2 separate regions of the Mus musculus genome follow, and region 1 is linked to region 2. The links are chromatin contacts, called in public HiChIP or PLAC-seq maps. All regions are on one chromosome and are shown on one strand. The core of a region is the stretch at or near the end of the contact, and the rest is flanking DNA. Distances in the headings are between cores, read along the strand shown. Region 1 overlaps Gm10415 (predicted gene 10415). Region 2 overlaps Plekhg6 (pleckstrin homology domain containing, family G (with RhoGef domain) member 6).

Region 1 (5,523 bases), core at 2,586-5,085, 940 kb before region 2:
ACTAGGCCATCCTCTGCTACATATACAGCTAGAGCCATGAATCCTACCATTTGTTCTCTTTGATTGGTGGTTTAGTCCCTGGGAGCTGGGGGATACTGGTTAGTTCAGATTGTTGTTCTTTCTATGGGACTGCAAACCCCTTCAGCTCCTTGGGTACTTTCTCTAGCTCCTTCATTGGGGACCCTGTGCTACATCCAATGGATGACTGTGAGCATCTACCTCTGTATTTGCCAGGCACTGCCAGAGCCTCTCAGGAGACAGCTGTATCAGGCTCCTGTCAGCAAAATCTTGTTGGCATCTGCCATAGTGTCTGGGTTTGGTAGTTGTTTATGGGATGGATTCCCAATGGGGCAATCTCTGGATGGTCATTCCTTCAGTATCTGCTCCAAGCTTTGTCTCTGTAACTCCTTCCATAGGCATTTTGTTCCCCCTTCTAAGAAAGATCCACACTTTGGTCTTCATTCTTCTTGAGTTTCATGTGTTTTGCAAATTGTATCTTGGGTATTCTGAGCTTCTAGGCTAATATCCACTTATCAGTGAGTGGATATCATGTGTGTTCATTTGTGATTGGGTTACCTCACTTAGGGTGGGTGATATCCTCCAGATCTATTCATTTGTCTAAGAATTTCATAAATTTATGGTTTTTAATAGCTGAGTGGTACTTCATTGTGTAAATGTACCACATTTTCTGTATCCATTCCTCTGTTGAGGGACATCTGGGTTCTTTCCAGTTTCTGTCTATTATAAATAAGGCTGCTATGAACATAGTGGAACATGTGTCCTTATTACAAGTTGGAGCATCTTCTGGGTATATGCCTTGGAGTGATCTTCCTGTAGTGCTATGTCCAATTTTCTGAGGAACTGCCAAACTGATTTCCAGAGTGGTAGCTTGCAATCCCACCAGCAATGGAGGAGTGTTCCTCTTTCTCCACATCCTCACCAGCATCTGCTGTCACCTGAGTTTTTGATCTTAGTCATTCTGACTGGTGTGAGGTGGAATCTCAATGTTGTTTTGATTTTCATTTCCCTGGTGATTAAGAATATTGAACATTTTTAGGTGCTTCTCAGCCCTTCGGTATTCCTCAGTTGAGAATTCTTTGTTTAGATCTGTACCCCATTTTTAATAGCATTATTTGGTTTTCTGGATGCTCATGGATTGGCAGGATTAATATAGTAAAAATGGCTATCTTGCTAAAAGCACTCTCCAGATTCAATGCAATCCCCATCAAAATTCCAACTGAATTCTTCATAGAGTTAGAAAGGTTAATTTGCAAATTCATCTGGAATAACAAAAGACCTAGGGTAGCAAAAACTATTCTCAACAATAAAAGAAACTCTGGTAGAATCACCATCCCTGACCTAAAGCTGTACTACAGAGCAATTATGATAAAAACTGCATGGTACTGGTACAGCGACAGACAGGTAGGTCAGTGGAATATCACATACAAATAACCTAGTAACACTATATACTCACTGAGTCTTGCCAGAGTTTCTGCTCTGTAGAATTGTGGTCAGCACAATGACTATGATTTAATCCACTACATTTTGAACAAGCTTGGAATGTCACAAAAAAACAGAAGGTAGCAAGGCAGAATTTTCTTAGCGGTTTCAAATGTATGTTTTAAGGTCTCTCATTATATTGTGAAAGCACCAAAGTTCAACCTCAGCAAGGCCCTAGAATCTACTAGGTAGTAATGACTTACCCCAAACTCACAGAGAATAAAGGAGGACAGCATGCAATATCTATTTATCCATACCAATAGATATTTCCTCAAGGTAGAACAGATGTTCCTTCACATCTCTGGATCAGCAAGGCTCCTTTTGTGGAAAAGAGTTTTAGACAGTAACCAATGATTAAAAGACTCCTTGTTAAAGTGGTTCCAGAGCAAGTGGTGCTAGATCTCAAAGGGTCTAGTGATGGGCAGCTTCTAAGGATGCCACTAAACATCTAAAAGGAACAGAGCTCTCTTCATTGCTCCATCCCAACCTCATCCCCATTGTCAATTTAGCTAAGGAGTGTGGGCTCTGCTAATTTATTTTTAATGATTAATATTGAACTCTTGCATCACAATCTCATGTTAACTTCTTCAAGCAATGAAATGTAACAAATTTCTCCTACACTACAAGGTATAAGGAATGTCTCACTCATTGGTCACTGGTAAGCATTCTTTTTTAAAGAAAAAAATCCATTATTTCCAATATCTATTTTGTTTTCTTTGTGTCAAATACTTTATATCACAGAATACAGAAACAATTTAATTATCCTAAATTTACAGTTTGGTGTTTTCTTGAATGAAATTAAAGAATTATGTATTATATTTTTGTATAGGCTAGACATATAACATTAATTTTCCCACTTCTAATGCTGTGAATTTACACTGACTTCAAACACGTTGTGTGTGTGTGTGTGTGTGTGTGTGTGTGTAGATCAAAATGTAAGGTTCTTTAGAGCAAAGGTTATATTTTCTTTCTATATTCAAACCTTCCTTTTATATGGAAAGCACACATCACACTGATGCATGGTAAGGGGCCACAGTGACCTCCATAGGGGTCTTTGAGAAGTGACAGCATGATAGAGTTAATACATAAAATTCCAAGAAAAAAATTCTGACCTTTCCACATTGCATGAAAACATGAACCCTACCTTATCTCTCCTCCCACACTGAGGCCAGCCACAAACACAGCCATCCAAGACGCAGTAATCTCAATCGGTCACCAAATATCCAAAGCACTTTTCAGAATTCAGGGTTATTTTTCCATAAGTTCAGATCTTCATTTGTGTTTCCTCAACAGTCAGTATTTCTACCAGCTCTATGCCCCATTCAAATCTAGAGCCCTAACCCTCAACCCCTCACCCCCACCCCCCAAAAAAATTCCTCTTTGGCCAGAAGTGCACATCAAGTGAAAGAGGCCTTTTAAGGTAGCTGACTTAAGGCCAATTTATGTTTAGTCACCAAGTGAGTATATAGCCATTGGAAAAAATCACTGAAGCTTTTCTGGACTTTTTCATCCATGAAATGAGACTAGCAATGTTTTATGTCTGGGGTTTCCATGGCTCAAATGAGATAATACATGAAAGTTCTTTGTGAGCTGTAAAATACTCCACTACTCCACAGGGCAATTTCACTATTGCTGAGGCTCTGTTTGAACACCAGACCATCTGGCACATACAGAATTAACAGTAAGTCATTACACTATGACGACCTGACCCAGGGAGCCAGGACAGGGGTTGAGGTCTTCAATCAAACTCTGCTGATATGTTCTTGGATCAGCCCCATGACAAGGCAGAAATTTCTCCCTCCTCATTAGCTCACTGTCTGAGGAGCTCATACTTCAAAACCACATCTTAGGGAAGGCTGGAGTGTTCTAATTAAGTCTTCTTAAGGAAGAAAGAGATCTTAAGCCTTCTATTGCTACTTTCTCTCCAGGCTCCAAGCTGAAGCCTGGAAGAAAAGTAAAAAAGTCAGTCAAGGCCTCATCCCACACTCCCGCTGGAAGGCAAAATCTCCAGGAGGTTAATTGTGATGGGAACCAGGGAAGAGCCACTCCTTTTCCCATTGTCATGGAAAGACCACTTTGTCTTAAGTGCTAGGTAAAGAGAGACCCAATTTTAACCATGATGGGACATAATGGGAAATATCATTCTTTTCTTAATCACGAGGTTCTATATACCGTAAGATTCCTAGAAACTCATGCAATTTACAGTTTGTCTTTTGATGACTTACAGGTGGCTAGTGATCTAGAAAATCACTTCTGCTTCCTAAGACCCCAGCAGAGCACAGCCTGGATTCATTGCACCCTTTGTCTGGCACCAGTCTCACAAAGCTTGCCTTAGGCAGCCATGGCTAATCAACTGCAGATGACAGGCAAACAAAGTGTTTGTCATTCCATGCTATGTGGAGCTTTTTCTATGTGACTGCACTTAGCACACAAGACAGTGAGGCCCAAAAGAGTATGGCACAAGAAACCTAAATGCAACACCCAAGCTGAAAGCACAGTGAGAAATTAGCTAGGTCAAGAGTCAGGAATGGCTACAGATCATATCAGACCTGACTATTACTTAGCCAAAGCAGACCTGTAGAAAGATCTATTGCAAAGTTAATCAGAGAAAGAACACGGAAGCAAGTGAAGTTCTGGGCATGCCTAGGCTTGTTTTAGGTGGGTTCTGTGAATAGCATCTTGTGGTGCTGGTCCTAGTCTGTCGGTCACAGATACTCTGAGGCTGATCCACAGGGAAGTTCCTCTGATCAGAACAGTATAGAAGCCTCTTACTTATCTTTAGACTATCTCCTGCAAGTCTAACCACTGATTGATTGGTATAATGTTTATGTCCAGGCAATTTTGAATGGATTGATAAAGGGAACCAGGGGACTCAAACTTTGTTTTCTAGGGGTCCTTTGCCCACTTCAGATGGGTTAAGTATATGGCTTCTTCTCAAATTCAAACAGTGGAGCAAATGTAAGAATCACCCCAAAAGTGAATAAATCCTGTGTAATATTAAGGGAAAGTCATCCAAAGAATTATTTTCCCTCTTATAATCTCACAGTTCATTATGTATCTACATTCCAGCTCAGAATTCATCACACGTACCCTTATTTTTATTAAACTGAGCTAAAAATGGTAAAATGTCTACCATTTGCACAATGGTAGAAACACAGCATCACATTCCCTCTGGACCTAACATGTTGCCTCTAAAACAGTTAATGGAAGTCATAGTTCAGAGAGCAAACACTGCAAACTCGCTCATCCTGGCAATCTTCTGCTAAGCATTGATGTCACACTACAGCTTTTCTAGCTTTTGCATGTCAGACCTATTTCTTCTGCAAGCTGCTCCCTGTGAAGTCTACACTGAAGATCACTGTGAAAAACAACATGACTGGTCTGGTCTTGTCTTTAGAAAGTCACTGTATGTTATCAGAGAACAAGAAGCCCTCTTGTATTCTTCTGCAAAAAGAACCACACTGTATAACTCCCAGCCCTATGGCTGGATAGGTATGATACCACATTCTATGGCAATAACACTCAGAACCCCACCTTTGGAAAATTGAGCAGCTCTCATGGCCATTGATATGTTATGGAACCCACAAACTCTCATGAGCCTCCAATGGAATCTTGGGAACATTCATGAATCTTGAGTGAGTATGTTTGTGCAGGTGCATGTGGTCGTGTGTATATGAGCACAGGTTCCCAAGCATGTACAGGTTTGGGCTTGGACTTTCCCAACAAGGAAAGAGAGTACACATCTTTGGAGCATCAAATCTCATAATTGAACCAGACTTTTATGGAGATCAGGACAGGACTTCCCGAATTAAATTAATGTAGGCACATACATGCATAGTGTCCCCTACTGCATGATGAAAAGAAGACACTTGTTAATGACAACAAAATTCATAATGAATGTCTATTTGAGTCAGTTTCTTATTTCAAAATACATAAAACAAAAACCAAAAAATCAAACAGACAAACAAACAAAGCTTTCCATGGGAAATGTGAAGTAGAAAACAGAGGACTAGTGTCAGACAT
Region 2 (5,150 bases), core at 2,457-4,956:
GATCACTTGCTCTTTAGGCGTGCAGACCTGGGGGTGGAACGAGAGAGGGCTCAGCAGGTAAGGTCGCTGGCTGTTCTTGCAGAGGACTCAGGTTCAGTTCTCAGCACCCACATGGCAGCTCACAACTGTCTATAACTCCAGCTCAAGGGTCTGACATCTCTTCTGGCTTCCCCAGGCACTGCCTACATGTGCTACAAACAAGGCAAAACATCCATAGGCATAAAATCAAACAAGCAGCTCTTTCAAAGAAAAACAAACCAAGTAGTTTACCAAACCGGAGCCAAACATCAAACCAAACAAAACGTGAGAACCTGCGTTTGAATCCTCAGCACCTTCTGGAGGAACTGGGCCTAGGGGCTGGAAAGAAAACTAACTCAGCAGCTAAGAGTGCTTGCTGGTCACCTCCCATTGTCGGGTGACTCATCACTTAGCTCCAGAGGATGATCCAAAACTCTCTTCTGGACTCCTTGGACACCTTCACTTACATGCATATACCCCCCCCACACACACAGAGAGAGACACATGTCACTAAATAGAATAAATGCTTGTTTGTTTGTTTTATGTATATGAGTACACTGTAGCTGTCCTCAGACACACCAGAAGAAGCCATTGGATCCCATTACAGATGGTTGTGAGCCACCATGTGTTCGCTGGGAATTTAACTCAGGACCTCTGGAAGAGCAGTCAGTGCTCTAAACTGCTGAGCCATCTCTCCAGCCCCCAAAATAAATGTATTTTTAAAAAACAAAACAAAACAAAAACTGGGCATGGTTGCTTGCATCTGTACTCCAGGATTGTTGGGAAGAGACAACCAGATCCAGAGAGTTCTCTGGCCAATCCGCCTCATTTCAGAGCAATAACGGTAAAAAGTAATAGCGCAAGCCACCCAGGATCCTGCTCTCTCCCGCACATGCGCACACTGGAGCAAAACATCCATACAGCCACATACATGTAACCACACAGATACTACACAACCACACAAGGTAGCACTGGGAGAAAGTGTGCTGAGCTGGTCAGGAGGACAGGGTTCTGGTCCTGCCCGAGCTCTGGTTGTTTATATGACCTTCAGCCAGCCCTGTTCCCTGCTTGTAAATCAAGATATGGAACCAAGTTAACTCTCTCTCAGCTGATCACTCTGCAGGTCTGACCTTGTCCTTAGGCTCACAGGCAAAGAGCCAGAACCCTGGAGAAGCCCCTCCCCTGACTCTGGCTGACCCTGCCTCTTTCTCCTGCACCCCTACCTGTAGATGGATGTGTACCTATTTCTCTTCTCCGATGTGCTCCTGGTAACCAAACCTCAACGCAAGGCGGACAGAGCCAAGGTCATCCGTCCTCCCCTCATGCTGGAGAAACTCGTGTGCCGACCACTGCGAGACCCCAGTATGTCTCTTCTCCAGAGGAGGAAGGGTTGGGATTGGGGTCAGATAAGGCCCAGCCCTTAAAGCAGAGCTTCTTCTCTGTGCAGACAGCTTCCTGTTGATCCACCTCACAGAATTCCAGTGTGTCTCCAGTGCCCTCACTGTGCACTGTCCCAGTTCTACAGAGCGTGCACGGTGGCTGGAGAAGACCCAGCATGCTCAGGTAGGTGGTGGGTCAGGCTTGGAGGCGGGCGAGCATGCATCCCTGGAGCTCAGGACTGGCATCACAGAAGGGTGAAGGAGGGCCGAGAGGCTGGTGCAGGGGCAGATCTGACCAGCAGCAGGTCGGATGCCTTCCAGAGTCTGAGAAAGCCTGTGGCAGCTATTGAGACAATCCAACACGCCGTACACCCGAATGCTTTCCCCATACCGAAACAGTGAATTTCTAAACTTTATCTTCTGTTCAGAGACACCTACGGAGCACTTTCTGGGGACAAGCAGAGCTAGTGCTACGTGCCAGGGAGTCAGAAAAGAATGAAAATACCATTCCTGCCCTCCAGGAATCTGTGCTTCAGCTCATTAGAGTAATCAGGGTACAAATAACAGAAGCAAGCATGCCAAAGACAGCAGCAGGGAACGGCCATGCTGTCTGTCCCAGCAGGCTGCTGGAAAAGCAGTGGTGCTAAGGGAGCTTAGGGGGGAGAAACCGGTGCATCAGAGCAGACAACAAAGCAGGAAGAAGGGAATTACAGTGCAAAGACCCAGAAATAGGAAACAGTCCTGGGTGCTGAGAGAGGCACCCCATCTCTCACTTTATAGGAAGGGACCAGGACTGGATCAAGGTCATACAAACCTTTAGAGCTCAGTAGGAACCATGTTCTCTTTCCCTCCCACTGCCACTGTGTGTGTGTGTGTGTGTGGTGTATGCATATGATTGTGTGTATGTATTATGTGTGGTGTATGCATATGACTATGTGTGTTGTGTGTGTATATGACGTATGCATATAACTGCATTGTTATATATGTGTATGTATTATGTCGTGGTGTATGCATATGACTGTGTGGGTGTATTATGTGTATGGTTTATGTATATGACTGTGTGTATACTATGTGTGTATATATTATGCATATGGCCGTGTGTGTATTATGTGTGGTGTATGCACACGATTGTGTGTGTGTGTATTATGTGTGTGGGTGTACGGACATGACTGTGTGGGTGTGTGCACTCAAGTGTGCGTGTGTGTAGAACTGAGCAGGTTGTTTGCTTGGCATTGTTAGGGTGAGAAGTAGAAGGGTGGATGCAGCAGAAGCTGAGTTCAGGAGGTGGTACCACAGGATCATGCCCGGCTCTAAGGGCCACGCAGGAACTTGAACTTTGACCTGTAGACAACGTGGAGCCAGTGGAGGCAGACTTAAGTGATACAAGTAGGAGCTTAAAAGAGAGAGAGACATCAGTAAAGCTACATCTGTTACTATCAGTTCAGAGGCTATAGAAAAACAGAGGCTGGGCTAGGGTGTAGCTCAGTGAGCGCGCGTGCTTAGCTTGCACGAGACCCTGGAGCTGACTGAGCCATGGTTCCACACAAACAAAGCAAAGCATCCAGAAACAGGGTCCCTCACAAATTTGGAGGCCACAAGTTCAAAATGCAGGATTGACAGAACTGAGCTTCCTGCCCAGGTTCTAGGGGGGCATCTGTGTTTCAGCTACCAATGGCTTCTGTGGCCCTTAACTTGGAGCAGCAACTCCTGGCCCCTCCCCCGCATCTCTGGCTTTCCCCTCTGTATGCTGGTGTCCAGATTCTCCTCCCTTTCTTATGAAGATGCCAGACGCCTGCTTTAGAATCCACATGGAATGTCTGAGGTCTTCACCTTAGGTCCTTTCACATCTTCAAAGACCCGGTTCCCAACTAAAGTCACATTTATGGTTTCTGGGGATTGGGTTTCGGACCCGGCTTTCTCCAGGCAAACCCACGGTGGGAGCAGAGTGGCAAAGAGCTGGAGATTTGCCTTAGACTCTTTGTCTTGCTTGTTGGCAGAGCCGAGGATCAAACCCAGCATCTTTGCTACCCTGGGAAAGTGCGTATCCCTGCACTCCACCCCAGCCCCAGGAAGGAATGTGCACACTTATTTACTTGTTTATTTATTTGTGGGTGGGCGCGTGTATGTGCATGGGCATCACCACACCTGTAAACTTTGCTTTTCCACACCAACCTCTCAAGTGTCTCCTCTTCCTTTGGCTCCCAGTCTTAGAACAAGCCTTCTGCCACATTCTCACTTGGAACTTCTGAGAACCAGTCAAACCTGCTTGTGTTCATATGCAAAATAACAGCCCCTGATAGGCTCTGCAGCGTGACAAATGGGGAGTCATTTCTCCTCTGTGATCAAATTTGCAGTGAGGTTCCCAGCCACTCAAAGCCTGAAACACTGCAACACACACACACACACACACACACACACACACACACACACACACACGCATGCACATGCTCACACAGGGTGAGAGTTTCTCTTAGTTTTTCTTCTGCCCAGAGCTCAGACTTTTTCTTCTTCCCCTTGCAGAAATGTTAGTGAGGCAGCTTCCTTGAGGTGGCTTATGCTTTAACAAAAAATGAGCTTGCGGGTGGGGGTGGGGAGACTTAGTGGCTGGGAGGAGGAAAAGGAACTGAGAACCCTCAGAGGAAGAGGCCAAAAGATGAAATTGGGGCCAATTAAACAAAAGCAAGACTTGAGAGCAGCCCAGAGCCTACGCTGTGCTCTTGGCAAGTTACTAGCCCTTCTAAGCCTGGCCCTCATCTGGGGAAGTACAGTGATAGCCCACAAGCCAGTGAGTGGCTTGGCCTGAGGCTCTGTGCGTCCTGGGAGCGCTACAAGTGTGGGTCATTGTGACACAAGGGGGTGAGCTAGTTGAACACTCCTATAATCCCAGCACACAGAAAGCTGAGGCAGAAGGATTGTGAGTTCAGGGCTAGCCTGGGCTATACAGCAAGTTCTGGATCTGAGCTGCATAGAAAGACCCAGTCTCAGAGAAACAAAGAAGAGAAAGGAGGAGGAAGAAAGGAGAAGAGAGAAGAGGAAAGAGAAGAGGAGAAGGAAGAGGAGGAGGAGGGGGAGGAGGGGGAGGAGGGGGAGGAAGAGGAAGAGGAGCCCTCCCTCCCTCCCACTCTAGCTTTCTTTCCATTACTCCTCACCTTGGCTCTCCTCACCTTGGCTCTCCTCCTGCTGTAGCAGAGAAGATCCCCCTGCTGTAGCTTTTGAGGCAGCTGGAAGCCCTGGGCTCAGCTGCTCAACATCTCCCCCCACCCCAGGGTGGGTTTCCCAAGCTCCTGCCTTTCTTGGGGAGGGACAAGGGCAAGCTTAGTGAAGCCAATACCAGCAGAGATTCTTTAAAGAAGTCCTCTGCTCATCCTTTCCCTCCACACTAACCCATCCTCAGCAGCCATCACAAAGTCAAACTTGGGGCATGGGGGGGGGGAGAGGGCAAAGGGCGTGGCTTCTCCTCACAGCAGGCTGTGCAGCCCACCACCCTTCTGCTCCTACCTTTCTCAACTTCACACTGAGCAGAAAGATGAAGCCCAGAGAAGAGAAAAGGGAGGAGACACAGGAACTGGCCCCCTAGTGCTAGTTTCCTGCTCTCAACCTCGGCTCTGGTTCAGTGACTGGGAAGCCAGGGAAAGGAGAGTTGGAACAACTGTCCACTTGATACCATTTTCCTATGCCTGCCCAACCCTCCTCCAACATGTCTGGTTCTGACCCAGCCGCCCTTGTGCTCCTACCAAAGCTTTGGAGAAGCCC

The links. HiChIP or PLAC-seq counts read pairs in DNA pulled down with a chosen protein or histone mark.
Region 1: a contact with region 2 is called in an H3K27ac HiChIP or PLAC-seq map of embryonic stem cells, with 2.6 times the contacts expected there. The contact joins two enhancer-like sites. A contact is called at or near these places in 1 of 115 datasets of contacts at active chromatin or transcription factors (embryonic stem cells) and 1 of 9 other capture datasets (pancreatic islet).

Annotation. Positions count from the first base shown.
Region 1 is chr6:126,309,268-126,314,790 of GRCm38.p6, reverse strand. All of the region lies in intron 3 of Gm10415 (predicted gene 10415), which reads left to right. Among named protein-coding and RNA genes, the nearest start is that of Gm10415, 17 kb to the left of the region's middle. Within about 2 kb of position 3,835, at least 17 of the 459 cell types and tissues checked have an H3K27ac peak or open chromatin away from gene starts, as enhancers often do. A contact at or near this core is called in embryonic stem cells, where this site is marked.
Region 2 is chr6:125,366,812-125,371,961 of GRCm38.p6, reverse strand. It overlaps Plekhg6 (pleckstrin homology domain containing, family G (with RhoGef domain) member 6), which reads left to right. Exons shown (of 17, transcript NM_198604.2): 13 at 1,248-1,380; 14 at 1,466-1,581. Among named protein-coding and RNA genes, the nearest start is that of Gm52918, 3.2 kb to the left of the region's middle. Within about 2 kb of position 3,706, at least 111 of the 459 cell types and tissues checked have an H3K27ac peak or open chromatin away from gene starts, as enhancers often do. A contact at or near this core is called in embryonic stem cells, where this site is marked.